Linked DNA regions of Mus musculus: region 1 is linked to region 2. The links are chromatin contacts, called in public promoter capture Hi-C maps. All regions are on one chromosome and are shown on one strand. The core of a region is the stretch at or near the end of the contact, and the rest is flanking DNA. Distances in the headings are between cores, read along the strand shown.

Region 1 (5,480 bases), core at 2,179-4,678, 180 kb after region 2:
CACTAGAAATGGAAGCCACAGAAACAGTATCTCTCTGTAGCAGTGAGATTTGGGGTTCATGTTCAAATATAGTACTGAAAAGTAAGAAACCACAAGAGACAACATAGAGGCCAACGAATGGAAAATTACTGAGAGAAAAGAAAACGTATGAAAAGTGGATTCTGAATCATACAACAAATAGTACAAGATTCTTAGTGCTGAGAAGCCACGATCAGAAGATAGGCAATCGCGCCCTCTAGTGGCCATATCACGCAATAACCCTTCCTTTGCAAGATGGGTTTTTCAGCATAGCATTTCTTGTTCCTTTCTCAATAAATGTTTTGAAGTCAGTACTGCCCATCCTGTGCTTCTGCCCTTTGCTGTCTGGACAGATATATCCTAATGGGCGAGTTACACACATGGGATAAATGGCAGAGCGCTGGGATCACGGGGTTAAAAGCTCTTTTGAGCTAAATTGGAACAGTGGAAATGTTTAGAAAAATGCTCCTTAACTAAGATTATCTATTAAAATAATAACTGGTATTTCAAAAGAGAAATTAAAACTACACATAATTTCAGTATATTGTAATTGTGACACCAAAATGATCTTTTAAAACAAACTTAGCTCTGTCAGAAGGTAATAGTTGAGAGTATTTCTGAGGCTGGAATGATACCTCTGTCAAAAAACAATTAACTCCTTGTAAAGACTTGAACCTGCGTCCAAGCCAGGTATTCACAGACCCATGCTTGTGACCCCAGGTCTGTGAAAGCAGAGACAAATGGATCCCTGGTGTATCACTGATAGCTCAGGTTAGCAGATGTGGCTAGAGACAAACTGCTGAGAGTCTCTGTCTCAAAAGAAAGAGGATAAAGTCTGAGGAATGACAGTTGACAATCTCTTCTGGCCACCATGTGACTGTCACATGTGTTCTGACACACATACACAAACACCTGCATGTGCTCGCATGTACACACACATACAACTAATGTGAGTCCTTTTGTGTCTAAACCATGGCAAGTTATCATTGAGAAGAAAGCACATGACTTTACACTTAATACATATTTTAAAACAGCTATGAATTCCTCTTCCTGACAAGTCCTCTGGGGCACACCCAAGTGTCCTAAGCAGCTGGCTGTCTGCCAGAGTTCCATTGTCCCACCACCTTGCCATCTAATACACCAGGCCTACAACACAAGAAAAATCCCTTACTGCCCACCCCAACCCCACCCCCATCTGGCTTTGTCCCTAGGAGCACACCCAACTTCTAGGAAACATCCACTGCCCGCTGAGTTCCATTGTCTGGGCCAAGGCTGCCATTTGGAGACCCAGGAACATCCAAGTAGGCCTGCCTTCCCAATACCTGCTACAACAGGAATGGTCATGGATAAACAGATGGTGAAAAGCCAGCCTAAGAACAGAATCAAGAGCCAGGCGTGGTGGTGCACGCCTTTAATCCCAGCACTTGGGAGGCAGAGGCAGGCGGATTTCTGAGTTCAAGGCCAGCCTGATCTACAGAGTGAGTTCCAGGATGGCCAGGGCTACACAGAGAAACCCTGTCTCGGAAAAAAAAAAAAAAACACAATCAACACAAGCCAAAGTAACATTGTACCCTCAGAGCACAGCTATACTAATACAGCAAGCCCTGGATGTCCTAACACAGCCAAAGCACAAGAAAATGACCTTCAATCCAATCTTATAAAGATGCCACGGGCCTTTAAAGAGGAAATGAATAAATCTCTTGAAGAAGTACAGGAAACTACAAATAAACAGGTGAAGGAAACGAATAAAACTCTTCAAGACCTGAAAGTTGAAATAGAGGCAGTTAAAAAAAATAAACAAATAAGTAAGCCGAGGGAATCCTGGAGACAGGAAACCTAGGGATGAAAACAGGAACAGCAGATGCGAGCATCACCAACAGAAGACAGGAGAAGGAAAAGAGATCTCAGACATAGAAGATAGGATGGAAGACATTGATACATCAGTCAAAGAACATGTCAGATCTAAAAGTTCTTGCCACAAAACATCCAGAAGTCTGGAATACCACAAAAAGACCTAACACAAGAATAAAAGGAATAGAAGAAGGTGAAGAGCTCCAGCTCCAAGACCCAGAAAAGATTTTCAACAAAATCATAGAAAAAAAATTTCCTCAACCCCTCCCCCCCCCAAAAAAAAAAAACAGAGATATGCCTATAAGCATACAAGCAGCTTTCAGAACGCCAATTAGATGGGCCCGAGAGAGGATGACTGAATCTTCCTCAGAAGGGAAAACAAGATATATATCCCAGGTGACGGACATCTAGGTTGCTTCTGATTTCTGACTATTGCAAATAAAGCTGCTATGAACATAGTTAAACAAATGTCCTTGCGGGATGGTGGGGCATCCCTTGATTATACACCCAGGAGTGGTATAGCTGGCTCTTGTGTTAGAACTATTCTCAATCTTCTAAGAACGGCCAGACTGATTTCCAGACTGAAGGCTTTGAAAACACTAGAATCTCGGAAGACTAATGATGTTTTGTTTGTAGCATCTCACTCTGGTACTCGGACTGTGGTGACCCATATTAGCTATCCAGAATCTGCAGCATAGGTGGATTTAAAAACTGGGAGTCTCAGGTTCCCTGTAAACTTTAAGTGAACCTTATTCTGATAATACAAGTGTGTGTGTGTGTGTGTGTGTGTGTGTGTGTGTTTTCCATCAAGAAGTATATAACATGATGTTTGTCTCCAAAGCTCTCCCTGAGAGCTCAGTGATCCAGTGGGACACAGGGGACCCACCGAGTGGACTCTGCCAGCTGGCTAATCTATAGGAATACTTATCCCAGAATTCTTTGGTGGATCCCACACAACAAAAAGATTTTGTGATAAAGCCCAATTCATTGTCTCACCTAGCCCCAGGGCTGGCTGACACAACAGGCCTCAACGTATCTAGGGTTCTCCTCCTTCGATGAAAGAATATTCTGATCTCATGAGCCTCTTGACTTTCTCTGAGCTGTTGGAGCTGGCCCCAGGTCTTAATGGGTGACTCTGTGAAGCTCTTTTGGCTCTGATTTCCTGAAATGGAAGGAAGCAAGAGTTTTAACCAAAGAAATTAAGTTTCATGACATACAGGAATACGTGGTCTTCTGCTGCCCATCACAAATGAACCTATATCTGCATTTCCACCTCCCAAGCATATTCAGTCTGAAACTTAGGGACTTCCACTCCCTATTCAGTGCCTTTAAGTATTTAATCAAGACTAAAACCTCTGTGTTGATGCCTTAAGATCAGGTGTTCTGCATATTAGCCCTCTATCAGATGTGGGGGGGGGGATATTCTCTTGGGGGGGGAGTATGAAATGTAGAAAACAGTTGGGGTGGGTGGAGGGGGGAGTAAAATCTGGATTGTAAAATTTTTAAAAATTTAAAAAAGATCAGGTGTTCTTAATTGGCTACTTTGATTAGATTGCATCATGGAGGCCATGACCTTGAGGGAACATTATAAGAAGCCGGTGCAGCCAGCACCTTTTCAGTTTCTGTCCACTCCTGAAAGTGACGCCTGGTGGGCAGATCCAGACCCCACAGCTCAGAGAAGCCACTAAAGAGACCATAGAGAGAAGGCAGGCTCTCGGGTGGAAATCTTTTATCAGATTTTGCTTGAGGTGAGTGGTTAGAGATGGGAGTGTTTTGAAATGAATCTGAAGTTCAGGGATGAATTTCTCATGTGAAGGTAATGGCATTTCCCTTAAATAGTACTTTCTCATTCAAATTTTTGGCAGCAGTGATGGATTCTTGAAGTGAAACATTCCCTGGATGTTACAACTTCAAGTCCCTAAGTCTCCTGATGGAATATGCTTGGGAGGTGGAAACACAGAAACGGGTTCATTTGTGATAACCATCACCAGGCCATATGTTCCTAGCGCGTCACGAAACGTAACTCCGTAGTTTGAAACTCTTTTGTTAACTTCTGTTTCAGGAAATCAAAGCCAACGGGTCCACAAATGGAGTCACAAATCAAGGGCCTTCCAGCTGTTCCAGCTCAAACAGCCCAGGGAGAGCCAAGAAGCTCATGGGAACAGACACTTCCATCACTGAAAAAGGAGAACCATATGGTAAGTGGAGGCCTGTATGTGTCAGCCAGTCCTGGGCTTAGGTGAGACAGGGATGCACCACAAAAATGTGTTGTGCAGGATTCACTAGAGAAGAATATTGGCATATAGGTTTAAGGCAATAGAAAGTCTTGAGTAGCCAGCTGGTACTGTAGTGGGTAGGTAGGTCCTCTGAATCCCAGTGGGCCACTAAGCCTTTCTCCCAGTGAGTTTTGTGCACAGAAATCAAATTCTAGGTTAGTGTATTTCAATGACAACAGGACAGAAGCAGAAACTTAGGGAGGTTTTTTGGGTTTTTTTTTTTTGTTGTTGTTTGTTTTTTAAAGATATTTTCTTTATTTACATTTCAAATACTATCCCGAAAGTAAAGGCAGGCTGAAAGGCAGAGGCTGTCCCAGAACCATGGGCTTGAATGGATTAGGTCTCCATTGTTTTTGGTTTTCCTGGGAGGGGGGGGTGTTTTTGTTTTTGTTTTTTCTTTTTGGATATTTTATTTATTTGCATTTCAAATGTTATCCCCTTTCCCTGTTTCCTCTCTGCAAACCCCCTATTCCATCCTCCCTCCACCTGCTTCTATGAGGGTGCTCCCACACACACACACTCTCTCTGCCTCACTGCCCTAGCATTCCCCTATACTGGGGCATTGAGCCTCCCCAGGACCAAGGGCCTCCACTCCCTTTGATGTCAGATAAGACTATCCTCTGCTACACATGCAGCTGGAGCCATGAGTCATTCCATGTGTACTCTTTGGTTGGTAGTTTAGCCTCTGGGAGCTTTGCAGGGTCTGGTTGGTTGATATTGTTGTTCTTCCTGTGGGGTTGCAATCCCCTTCAGCTCCTTCAGTCCTTCCCCTAACTCCTCCACTGGAGTCTCCAAGTTCAGTCCAGTCATTGGCTGAGTGCATTCCGCATCTGTATTGGTCAGGCTCTGGCAGAGCCTCTCAGGAAACAGCTATATTAGGCTCCCATCAGCAAGCACTTCTTGGCATCAGCAATAGTGTCTGGGTTTGGTGGCTGCATATGGTATGGATCCCCAGGTGGGGCAATCTCTGGATGGCCTTTCCTTCAGTCTCTGCTCTACTGTTTGCCCCTGTATTACCTTTAGGACAGGAGCAATTCTAGGTTAAAATTTTGGAGATGGGTGGTTGGCTCCATCCCTCAATCAGGGCCCTGTACCTAAACCACTGGATTTGGTCTCTATTAGGTCTCATTTTCATGGTGCCAGGTGGTATTGTCTATGGATGAATTCTATGGCCTGAAAGGTACTTCTGTCTTGGAAATAGTTATGCAAATGTCTGGGGGTCTACTAAGGTCTGATGCTCTGCTACATCTGTCATACTGACCCATGGTCCTGACTGTATCAGAGGTATCAGAGGGCCAGACAAAGGAACTGCTCCCCTGCATGTGGACCTAGAGA
Region 2 (4,954 bases), core at 646-3,145:
GCTACGGGTTAAGTCCATCTTAAATAGTGTGAGTCTGTGATTTGAGTTGTTGATAAGTGATGATTCTGGACAAATTATGCACTGTTGATATCTCTGCTATCAGACAAACAGGGGTCTATCCTTGGTCCCACCTGCCAAGTCACAGTTTAGAGCTGAGACGACAGACCAGTTCTGAGTACTGGTAATTTCCTTTATGGAGTATGTTTAAATGTACTGGGAGATAGTTTCTAGTTAGAAGCATTGTACTAAATGGGAGGATTCCTGGGGAGGACAAGATGAATGTCTTCTTTGTTATCTCATGCCAAGAGGGAACCACTGACAACAGAAGAAATCACTTTGCAATTTCTAATGGAGGAGGGCCATGGAAGAGAGAGGCTTCCACACCGGAATGAAGATTCCTTCTGAGAAACAGACTAGAAAATTAATCACCATGTGGCTGTGGGTCTATAAGCACAGTCTTTTTATTTTTTTTAAAGATTTTATTTTATATATATATATATATATATATATATATATATATATATATATATATATATATATATATATATATATCTCAAGTACACTTCAGAGACACCAGAAGAAGGCGTCAGATCCCATTACACGTGGTTGTGAGCCATCATATAGTTGCTGGAAATTGAACTCAGGACCTCTGGAAGAACAGTCTTAAGACCGCTGAGCCATCTCTCCAGCCCAAACGGTCTTAAAAACAAGTGTCTCCAAGCTTTAAAGCAGAAAACTTCTGAAAATCAGAATCATCCTTTAGATTCCGACCACTCCCTGAATTCTTTAAGTTGTGACTAATGACACCTAGCATTAGAATTTTGAGATGTTTTGTTAAAAATTGGTATCTTGTTTCTCCTACAGGACCACGTGAGTACACCATGCTATATGCATTTCTCTGCAACCACAGCAGTCCATAAAAGACATGCGGTGGGTGTTATTACCCAGAGAGGCAAGTCTCTATGTCAACTGCTCTCTGAGGGGATTCCCACAGTAAGAAATGGAGCCAGAAGCTAGGTTTACTTTCTACTATGCGGTAAACCCTTGTCCTGTAACCCTTAAGTTTCCTGAAGCAGCACCAGTGACCCTTCTTACAAAGCAAATGTGTGTGTGTGTGTGTGTGTGTGTGTGTGTGTATGTGTGTGTGTTCCACTCTTACATGTTGGGCAGAAGTGTTTACTGCTGCTTGTAAATAAGATCCTTCATAATATTCTAGGAAATCTGCTCATAGATTTACACTGAAAATTCAATGCAAAATAAGATATTTTAAAACACTACAGTACCCACACACATGGAGCCTAGCTAAGGTCATACACCAAAGAGACAGTTGCACTTCCCTGGACTTAGCTCAGATGCTGTCTGGAGAGCCAGAGTTGGAAAACCCTAGTAACACATTCCCAAATGGAAACACTAGCTGATTTGAGACTCTCAGGGAGGAAGGTCTGGATACAGGGAGAAGAGAAAGCAATCCCACTGTGGCTTTCATCCTTGAACTCAGTTCAGCATTACAATAGGAGGAAATAAATCCTGAGCACTGTAAAGAGAAAGAGCTAAACAGAAGAGAACAATAGTAGCCTAGAGCCAGAGAATCTCCTGTTTGAATCGCTGGGCTTCTTACAGGCTCTCTGAACCTATCTAACCTGAGGGGTCCTGGTGGGGACTGCTTTGTCTGGTGTCTCTTAGAATCCCAACCTGAGAGTCAGAACAGGCCCACACCAGATACCTGTTTCCATTTTCCAGGCTGAAAATAAAATCCAGCTGATGCTGGAGAGAGGCAATGTGCCCACAGGACTTGGACTCTACTCACAGCGAATAGCATGAAGGTGTCATTAGAACCTCACTGTGGTTTGCAACGCCTCCCTTCAGCTCATTTATGAGGTTATGCAACCAGTGTTCCTATAAAAAAACAAGCTCATTCAAGCCTCATCTGTCAGCCCAACTACCTGGGAGTTTCACATCCTCTCTGCACTCTGGACCCTGGCTGCCACCACTATGAAAACTCATTACTTTCTCCTGGTGATGATATGTTTTCTTTTCTCCCAGATGGAGCCAGGTAAGCTTTGGGAACTTGTTGATGGCTTTGTTTGGGACTGGGGACACAGAGACTGGGGGCAGGGTACAGATAATAGCTGCCTCCTGGTTTTCCAAGTCTAGTAACAGAGTGTGCTGAGTGGTCTGTGGTCAACAGCCCTGGGCAGCAGCAAAATGAGCCTGGTATGGATTCAGAGAGTAGTGGGTACCTCCAAGCTATGATGTTTGTCCTTAGAATATAGGAAATGTCTTGTGTGGGAATCTGCTTTGGCTGTGGCAAGATTCTTCACCCCCAGAGACTAGCTTTTTGATCCAGAGACAGACACTAGCCTCAGTTAGGTCTCTGGGTGGAGCCTCCCTGCTGTAGGCAAAGTGCCCCTGTCCCTTCACCAAGCCAGCTCAGCCAGTTGTAAATGCCTGGAAACACCAGGTATGCAGTCAAGAGATGACAGGTGACCTTTCACATTCCCTGGTAGTCACATTCTTCAGGCATGATCTTACCTGTCAAATGGAAAGGCTTCACATCTGTCCAGAGGATTCTCTGAGCCTAAGAAGCTTGTCTATGGCATAGGAGACAGTAGGACCCTGAAGTAGTGACTAAGGACATATGTTTCCTATAGCTATCTCTCTCAAGGTCACATTAAGAAAGTCATATATTGTATCAAAAGATACCCTAGTCACTGGAAAGAGAGGCCCATTGGACACACAAACTTTATATGCCCTAGTACAGGGCCAAAAAGTGGGAATGGGTGGGTAGGGGAGTAGGGGGGAGGGTATGGGGAACTTTTGGGATAGCCTTTAATCCCAACACATGGGAGGCAGAGGCAGGCAGATTTCTGAGTTTGAGGCCAGCCTGGTCTACAGAGTGAGTTTTGGAACAGCCAGGGCTACACAAAGAAACCCTGTCTTTAAAAAAAAAAAAAAAAAAAAAAAAAAAGGGGGGGGGGAGAAAAGAAAAGAAAGTCATATATTTCTGAATTTTAGTTTACATAGTCATAGCAGGAGGGTTCTAGGGAAGAAATTTTAGTAGTGAGATTGTCTGAAAAATCCCAGTTTGCTCTTCTCCAGGTTATCATGTTAACCTATGGAGCTATGCATTTGAAAATAAGTTAGGCCCCAATTTTCCCATGTGAAATCTGGGTGCAGGCACATTTTCAACACAGTGTTTTGCATAGTGATGTAATAGCCCATTAGAGATGTAAAAAAGTGCATGTAATAAGTTACCCTTCTTTTGGGGTCTAGGAAACGCCAGTGCACCCGATAGCAAGGCGCATGCTATTTGACACACCTGTCTTGGTGCATGTTTGGGAGTGGGGTGGGAATCCTTTCACTGAGTGGGAAGGAGACTCCCTCTCATGGCCCAAATTCAAGAAAGCTTAAAGGAATATCTTTCAGAATGAAGAATTCTTATTGTGTCTAGTGCTCTAAATTTGATGGTAGGCAACTCATTCAAACCATAGAAATTGGCCCACCTTGCAAAGGTGGGCAGGTTCAGCCATACTTCTCAAGACTCCATTACAAGAATGGCGCTGGACTCCAGAACCACTTCCGAGGATTGCTAAAATCTCCTTGGTAGAGCCACTCTACTGTATTCTTTTAGGATACAAATATTCTGTCTCTATAATCGGCCAGTACAAGCATTCTCCAGCTGCTTATTGGGAAATAGCCAAGAGCAGAGTCTATCTCATCCCCAAAGCCAAGTTTATGGTGCTTAGACTATCTGAGTACCAAGGGCCAAGGAAGACCATCAAGGAGCACTGAGTTCCATTTTGACCATTAAGGAGCAACTGCTGGACTGCTGAGTTCTGTTTTGACCACAGTGAAGGGCACTATTCAGTAAAAGTATTTTTCTCTGGGATTGATACCTGCTATGACCCCTATGCTCTAGGTGGGGAGGAAGAATGAAATCCCTTAAGTGTCTTTTGTACTAAACATGCAGGCTTCCAAGAGTCTTCAGAGCCAGGCTGCCGATGGACCTTGCATGTGCTTGGCTTAAGTTCGGTGTGTGAAGTTTGACAGTTCTTGATTTGCTTTGTTTGGATATAGTCATAGATTGTAGGTAAAAAAAAAAAAAAAAAATCATGTAGGTTAACATAGCAAATGCTGTTTTGGGCAATGCACACACTGTGAGACAGTTATGCCTATAGTTATACTGTACCCATCACCTCATGCAATTGCTAGCATCTGCTTTGTTCTAGCCATACTGTCTCTGAGCCTGTACCACCTTCTGAACTCAGAGTTTGGTGTGGAGGGTACTGGGCTCTATTTCTGGGAGGGTATGTGGAGCTGGCCTGATTTCATGTCCTATTTGAGCTCTCAGTGGTGCCAGTCCACCCCCACCTCCCTGTGTCTGATAGAGTCCCTAGATCTTGACTCATCTAATTGGTCCATGGGATTCCACAAGTCAAAACCATCTAGCTGACCAGATTTAAAGAAATGGGATTCCCACTATCTCCCTGTACAAATAGTCTGTGAAAACAGAAATGAGGTCAACATAACAAGATCTCAACCTAGGTCTTTGGACACTAAGGGTGCTGGAGGCTGCCACTGAACAAATATTTAGTGAGCAGCAAACATGAACAGATAGATGTGTGCCAGGAAAAAGGGGAGGAGTCAGGGAGAGAGATCTCAGACTCTGTAAACCTTCACCTCTAGAGGAGAGCACACACACACACACATACATGCATACACATACACACACACACACTGATTATACAGGTGTGCAACTCTAACTACCATGGAAAGGCTGTTGGGATCAGCTGCCAAGAGAACTTGTAAAAAGGAGACCTCCTCTAACACACCAAGAAAGGCTTCTTTGAAGAGGTTGAGATATGAGAAACAGAACTCATTTTGGTGGGCATGGTGCTTAAAGTCTTCCTTCTTTCTCAACAGTTAACAGTGGTAAGATATCACATAAATTTAG

Evidence for each region. Promoter capture Hi-C pulls out the DNA fragments that hold promoters and counts their contacts.
Region 1: a promoter capture Hi-C map of the HPC-7 cell line shows a contact between it and region 2. The contact joins the promoter of Fam90a1a here to the promoter of Defb1 in region 2. A contact is called at or near these places in 19 of 39 promoter capture datasets (the 3T3-L1 cell line, the C10 cell line, the HPC-7 cell line and 12 more), 19 of 484 Hi-C or Micro-C datasets (the G1E-ER4 cell line, cerebral cortex, embryonic stem cells and 4 more) and 2 of 9 other capture datasets (embryonic stem cells and pancreatic islet).

What each region holds. Positions count from the first base shown.
Region 1 is chr8:21,955,286-21,960,765 of GRCm38.p6, forward strand. It overlaps Fam90a1a (family with sequence similarity 90, member A1A), which reads left to right and starts at 3,429. Exons shown (of 5, transcript NM_001081662.1): 1 at 3,429-3,617; 2 at 3,932-4,067. The coding sequence starts at 3,957. It overlaps Gm29821 (a long non-coding RNA gene), which reads right to left. Exons shown (of 3, transcript XR_378797.4): 2 at 2,866-3,031.
Region 2 is chr8:21,774,660-21,779,613 of GRCm38.p6, forward strand. It overlaps Defb1 (defensin beta 1), which reads left to right and starts at 1,896. Exons shown (of 2, transcript NM_007843.3): 1 at 1,896-2,053. The coding sequence starts at 1,993.